Regions from separate parts of the Ovis aries genome. Here region 2 is linked to region 1. The links are chromatin contacts, called in public Hi-C maps. All regions are on one chromosome and are shown on one strand. Each heading gives the region's core, a stretch centred on a gene start, on an enhancer-like site or on the middle of the called end of the contact. The rest is flanking DNA. Distances are from core to core; before and after follow the strand shown. Region 1 holds the start of ODC1 (ornithine decarboxylase 1). Region 2 has its middle 100 kb from the start of NOL10.

Region 1 (2,700 bases), core at 109-2,608:
GCAGATGGTGACTGCAGCCATGAAATTAAAAGATGCTTGCTCCTTGGAAGAAAAGCTATGACAAACCTAGATAGCATATTAAAAAGTGGAGACATGACTTTGCCAACAAAGGTCTGAATAGTCAAAGCTATGGTTTCCCCAGTAGTCATATATGGATGTTGGAGTTGGACCATAAAGAAAGCTGAGCACGGAAGAATTGATGCTTTCGAACTGTGGTGTTGGAGAAGACTCTTGAGAGTCCCTTGGACTGTAAGGAGACCAAACCAGTCCATCCTAAAGGAAATAAATCCTGAATATTCACTGGAAGGACTGAGGATAAAGCTCCAATACTTTGGCCACCTGATTTGATGAGCCCACTGATTAGAAAAAGACCCCGATGCTGGGAAAGATTGAAGGCAGGAGAAGGGGACGCCAGAGGATGAGATGGCTGGATGGCATCACTGACTCAACCAGCAGGAGTCTGACCAAGCTCCAGGAGGAGATGGTTAAGGACAGGGACGCCTGGCGTGCTGCAATCCCTGGGGTCGCAGAGTCGGAAACGATTGAGCGACTGAACAACAATACAAAGGACAGTGGATCGCCCGGTGGCTTGCAGACCTGTTACCTCCCACCCCTTGCCCTAACGCCCTTAGACGAGTCTGGTTTAAGCGCAACGTGCCTCTTCGCATGTCCTCGGCTGCCTGCTACCTTCTAGGAAGACACCCGGACATGTCAGACGCGGTTCAATACGCTCAGCGGCTCGAGAGCTGCCCAAAGCTGTGCCTCTTAATTTGCCCGCTGACCACTGCCCCTTCTGCCTCCTGCCCCACTTCTTCGTGGGGTGGAGCTGCTCCAGGATCACCTCCAGGTCCTCCCACCGGCATATACAGACGCCCCGCAGAAAGAAAGAAGGGCCCGGGGTCCGCCAGGTGGGGTCCACGTGGCCCGCTCGCGCCCAGCGATTTCCGTTCTCTGCCCGAGGGCACGCGGCATTTGATGCCAGGTGGAAGGAGAGCGCTGGCTTGGCGCACAGGCTGCCATCCGGCGGGCGTTCAGAGGCAGGTTTTGCAATCCTTCGGCTGGCGTGCGAGCGGCTACCCGCCTTAGGCGGCCAGCCAGGCGCGCGGAGCCCCGGGGAGCCCGCGGCTGGTGCGCATGCGTGGGCCGGCGGCGGGCCCGGGAGGGGCGGGGTTGGGCGGGGCTGGGAGGTGCTGACGTTGATCCGCCGGCGACCCCCACCCCTCCCTCTCCCCGTCCCGAGTTGGCCCCGCCCCCTCCCTGGGAGGACGCCCGGACGGAACCGATCGCGGCTGGTTTGAGCTGGTGTGTCTCCATGACGACACGCGCGGCGCTATAAGTAGCGGCGCGGCGGCGCGCCGGGCTTTGTCAGTTCCCCCTCAGCCTCCGCCGCCGCCGCCCCTCTGCCAGCGCTCCGGCGCCACCTCGGGCCGGCAGTCCTCCGCGGGAGGGAGCGAGGCGGCGGGCGGCCGGGCGAGCGGCTGACGGGGGCGGCGGGGCGGCCGGCGGGTCCTTTAGCGCTCGGCGGCGGCGCGTTGTCTCCATGGGGTTGGCCCGCCGCGCCCCTGCGCTCTGAGGTAAAAGAGGGGTCGCGTCCGGGCGGTAGGGAGGCCGGCGGGCGGGCGGGCTGGCGCGGGTGAGGGGCGGGGGGTGCCGGCCACGTGTCCCGGAGGCCGGAGCATAGCGGGCCCCTGGAGCTGCGAGGACACGTGGTCGCAGAGCCCGGCCCGTCGGCCTTGGGGGTCCCGGGTGGAGCCGGAACCCGACCCCTCCCGGCTCAAGGGCAGCCTGGCGCTGGGGCGGCCCAGGGTTCACCTTTTCTGAACCACGTCAGTGAGGGTTTTCTGAGCCGGAAGCTCTTTGAGGAGATCGATCCTTCAGCCGCTATTTTTTTTAAACCCATGTGGTGGTCCGGCAGCAGGTGCAGGAGGAGGCAGGAGGCGAGCCCGGCACAAGTCTCGGGGTGCCGGCCTCCCGTGCACGTGCCGTTCCGCCGTGTTGCCCTGGAATTTCCTTTTTTTTTTTTTTCAGTCCCCCCCCCCCCTGCTGTGTGTACAGAGCGAATGGCCCAATATAGAAAGCCACTCAGATCGCTAGAGCTGAGATAACCCGTGTGTAACTGATACTGCTCGGCCGGACTTAGAAATGTTGATGGAATCTTTGACTTGGTGATTTAGGAAAAGTCCTTAGATTATTAAGATCAGACGAACGACTAAGACGTAGGAGCCAGTCACAAGATTTTCCCCAAACGGCCGACTGTTTGAGAATCCGAAATAACGAGGGAAGATGTGGGGAGCAGAACCTTTTAGGAGTGTCTAGTAGGGAGGACAAAATGTGCTAATTTCATTCAAACCTAAAATTTAATCGATTTGTAAAATTTTCAGTTGCGGTTTGAGTTGGTACCTGTCTAACGTTTCCCAATTGGCAAAAAATAATTTCATACCAGAGAAGGACCATGTTTTGCTAATCCATGTCAGTTTAAGTAACGTAGCCATATAGAAAAAAACACCCAAAGGTGTTCTAGGGTGAACTTTCTCTGTATCAAAAGTTACTGAAGAAAAGCTTTGAAAGATACAAGGAAGCAAAATACTTAATAGTGATGTGTTTCAGAGAAATACACACTTGTAAATTTAAGCCTGAATGTTGTCTTTTTTTTTTTTTTTTTTTTTTTTTTTAAAAACCCTAAACGGCCCAGTCTATCAC
Region 2 (2,700 bases), core at 73-2,572, 120 kb before region 1:
CCTCCTGCAGAGGCTGGAAATCGCCCATGGGCTCCAGGCCTTCCTGCCTACCAACCCCCACTGTCCCCCCAACCCCTCCCCTCTGCCCCAACATACACATGTCTTAATTGAGCAGGAAGTTGTTATTTTCTGACGGTGCTGGAAACCAGACCCAAGCCTATTATGGAAACCCAGATGGCACTTCAAAGTTGGAGGGCCATACACTTTCCTGTTGGGTGGGAGGAAGGCCAACTGTATTTTCCTATTAGCCTTGGGTTTCTTTCAGACTCCGGGCAGCATCACGAATCCTAGGCTCTCGGGATTTGACGGGACCGACCTTCACGTTCAGCAGGCCCTCACACCTGCCTGATTGGATTTCCCCCGTCCTGTCCCTTTGAACTCACAGTCCAGCTTCTGCCAACACACCCGGCTGACCAAGGGCCTTCCTCCTGTTTCAGATGCTCCAACTGTGAGTTAAAATTTGAGTGGAAACCTCCCTCCCCTCCTCCCCTTTTCCTCCTACCCAGCCTGGGTTTCTGAAAGGCGAGTTGAAGGTCCCCCTCCCCGCCTCCCTTCCTGATGCCCTCCCCCACTCCTCTACTGAAGCCCTGTAGACCAGGGGGGCTCATCTCAATATTTCCGCATCTAGACCCTCTCCTCCCCGCTGCTTGACTCCTTTGCGTGTTGGGCACTGTCTGGTCCTTGGCTCGTCTTCACCCACCTGTGTAGGTGCAGGCGTGCCCAGGTTTCCCCCTTTTCTCTCAGGACCATATCCCCTACCAACAGCCTTGCACCCTTCATCTGTGTGCCTGCTGGAGTCTCAAGTCAACACACCCAAAACATGGCAGGGACCCCCTGCCCCTTGTTTCTCCCCCTTTTTGCTCATCCTGAGTCAAAATAGCCTGAGTCAAAAAACATGGTTCCTATCAGTATCTATTGATGACACTGTGCAAGGGTCGGGTTCTTGCAGAACTTGCATTTTCATGGGGGGGACAGAGGATACCTCACAGGCTTCGTGAAGTGATGAAAGCCATGAGGGCCAGCTCAGGGAGAGGCCGGGGGTGGGAAGGGGCACTGGGCTGACGAGGCTTGGTCAGGATAGCCCCTGTTGAGAACGTGAGATCTGAAAAAGGCTTGAAGGAGGGGAAGAACATTCCAGGCAGAGAGGCTGGAGAAGCCCTCAGACAGCTTGAGAATCAGAGATTGTCTTTCGGCGGCTCTGAGATGGACAGAGCCCCTTGGTTTCTGACATCATAGCTGCTGCTCTGATCTGGGCCCCCTCCAAGAGCTGCTGAGCAGAGGCCCCAGCACAGGGTTTCTCTGGGATGTTGACGGTACAGCCTGTTGGCCAGCGTGGCTGGCACTGAGTGTCCAACTCTTGTGACTGAGGCGGGCGCCGCTTGGTGTCAGGCGTGCCCTGAGGCCCCAGGGCCCCTGGCCAACTGTGTGAGCCACCCATGCCTGTGGATGTTGGCTCCACGGGCTGAGAGTCCAGGCAGCAGCACCTCCTGCAGACCCCCAACAGCCCTGCCTCTCCTCCCCCCACCCCTCATCCCTGCCATCCTTGAGCCTCCCAGGCTGGGCAGATTTTTCTGCACAGGGATGGTGGCAGAATCTGGGGTCCCCCAATCACACTGTGGGAAACCGAGCCTTTCATGATGAAGGGCTTACAAAACCCCCGTTGGAGATGGATGAGTAGAGAAAACAGAAGGAAACAAGAGGAGACGTGGGTCTGGCCCAGGCTTGCTCCTGGTTAAGCTGCCTGTCAGTGGCCAAGTCACTTAACCCATCCTTACCTTGGTGTCTACGTCTGTAAAATGGTTTAATAATATCTGTCCCCTAAAGACTTCAGAGGATGGAGCTTAATGAATGAGGTCCATTAGACTCCTCAGAAGAAAGGTGTAACTAAATATAAAGCACTATTGTAATTAGCTCTCAGGCTCTTTAAACCTTGTTGCATCTTGTTTTAAGAGAGTTACCATGACAACAAGTTTGTTTGAAAAACACACGTAGAAGAGGCGTGGCTGTAACTCTCACAATAATAAGTGAACTCTATTTCGCTGGTTTCTGTTGCAACTAAGAAGCTCCCTTCTCCTTAGCTGCCTTAGTGGTCTTCTCTGGACAGCCAGCCACCGTTGTGACTGTTAACTTCTGCATCTGTGGCGAGACCTGTGTGGTTATTCTCCCGTGCACACAGCAGGCACTTAATTAATAATTCTGAGTTAATGAGCTCCACAGGCTCTGGGTGTTTGTTGGGCTGTATAAATTGGAGATATGGTCATGCTATTAACCACGCTGACTCTATTAGTCAGGGATCCCCAGAGAACAGAACCAATAGGAGATTTTAGACCTACATAAAGAGATTTACTATTAGCAATTAATTGGCCCATGTGATGATGAAGGCTGACAAGTCCCAAGCCATGCAGCCAGCAAGCTGGCTTGCGTCTTTCCCAAGAAGAGCCAGATTTTCAGTCTGAGTCCAAAGGTCAGAGAAAGACCAGTGTCCGAGCTCACAGTCAGGCGTGAGGAGTTCCCTCTAGTTCTGCCTTCCTGTTACGTTCAGGCTCCAGATGACCGGACCAGGCCCACTCGCCGTGGGGAGGGCCATCTGCTTCGCCCAGTCGACCCCATTCGAACGTGTGTCTCAACCAGAGACAACCTCACGTACACACCTGACCGAAGGTTGGTACCCACAGCCCAGCCAAGCTGACACTCAGCCCT

Evidence for each region. A called contact is a pair of places that touch in the nucleus more often than the background predicts.
Region 2: a contact with region 1 is called in a Hi-C map of hypothalamus, with 2.5 times the contacts expected there. The contact joins the enhancer-like site here to the promoter of ODC1 in region 1. A contact is called at or near these places in 2 of 16 Hi-C or Micro-C datasets (hypothalamus and tail adipose tissue).

Annotation. Positions count from the first base shown.
Region 1 is chr3:19,602,184-19,604,883 of ARS-UI_Ramb_v3.0, reverse strand. ODC1 (ornithine decarboxylase 1) reads left to right here and starts at 1,358. Exons shown (of 12, transcript XM_015094220.4): 1 at 1,358-1,574.
Region 2 is chr3:19,724,928-19,727,627 of ARS-UI_Ramb_v3.0, reverse strand. No RefSeq gene overlaps it. Among named protein-coding and RNA genes, the nearest start is that of NOL10, 100 kb to the left of the region's middle. Within about 2 kb of position 1,322, at least 10 of the 54 cell types and tissues checked have an H3K27ac peak or open chromatin away from gene starts, as enhancers often do. A contact at or near this core is called in hypothalamus, where this site is marked.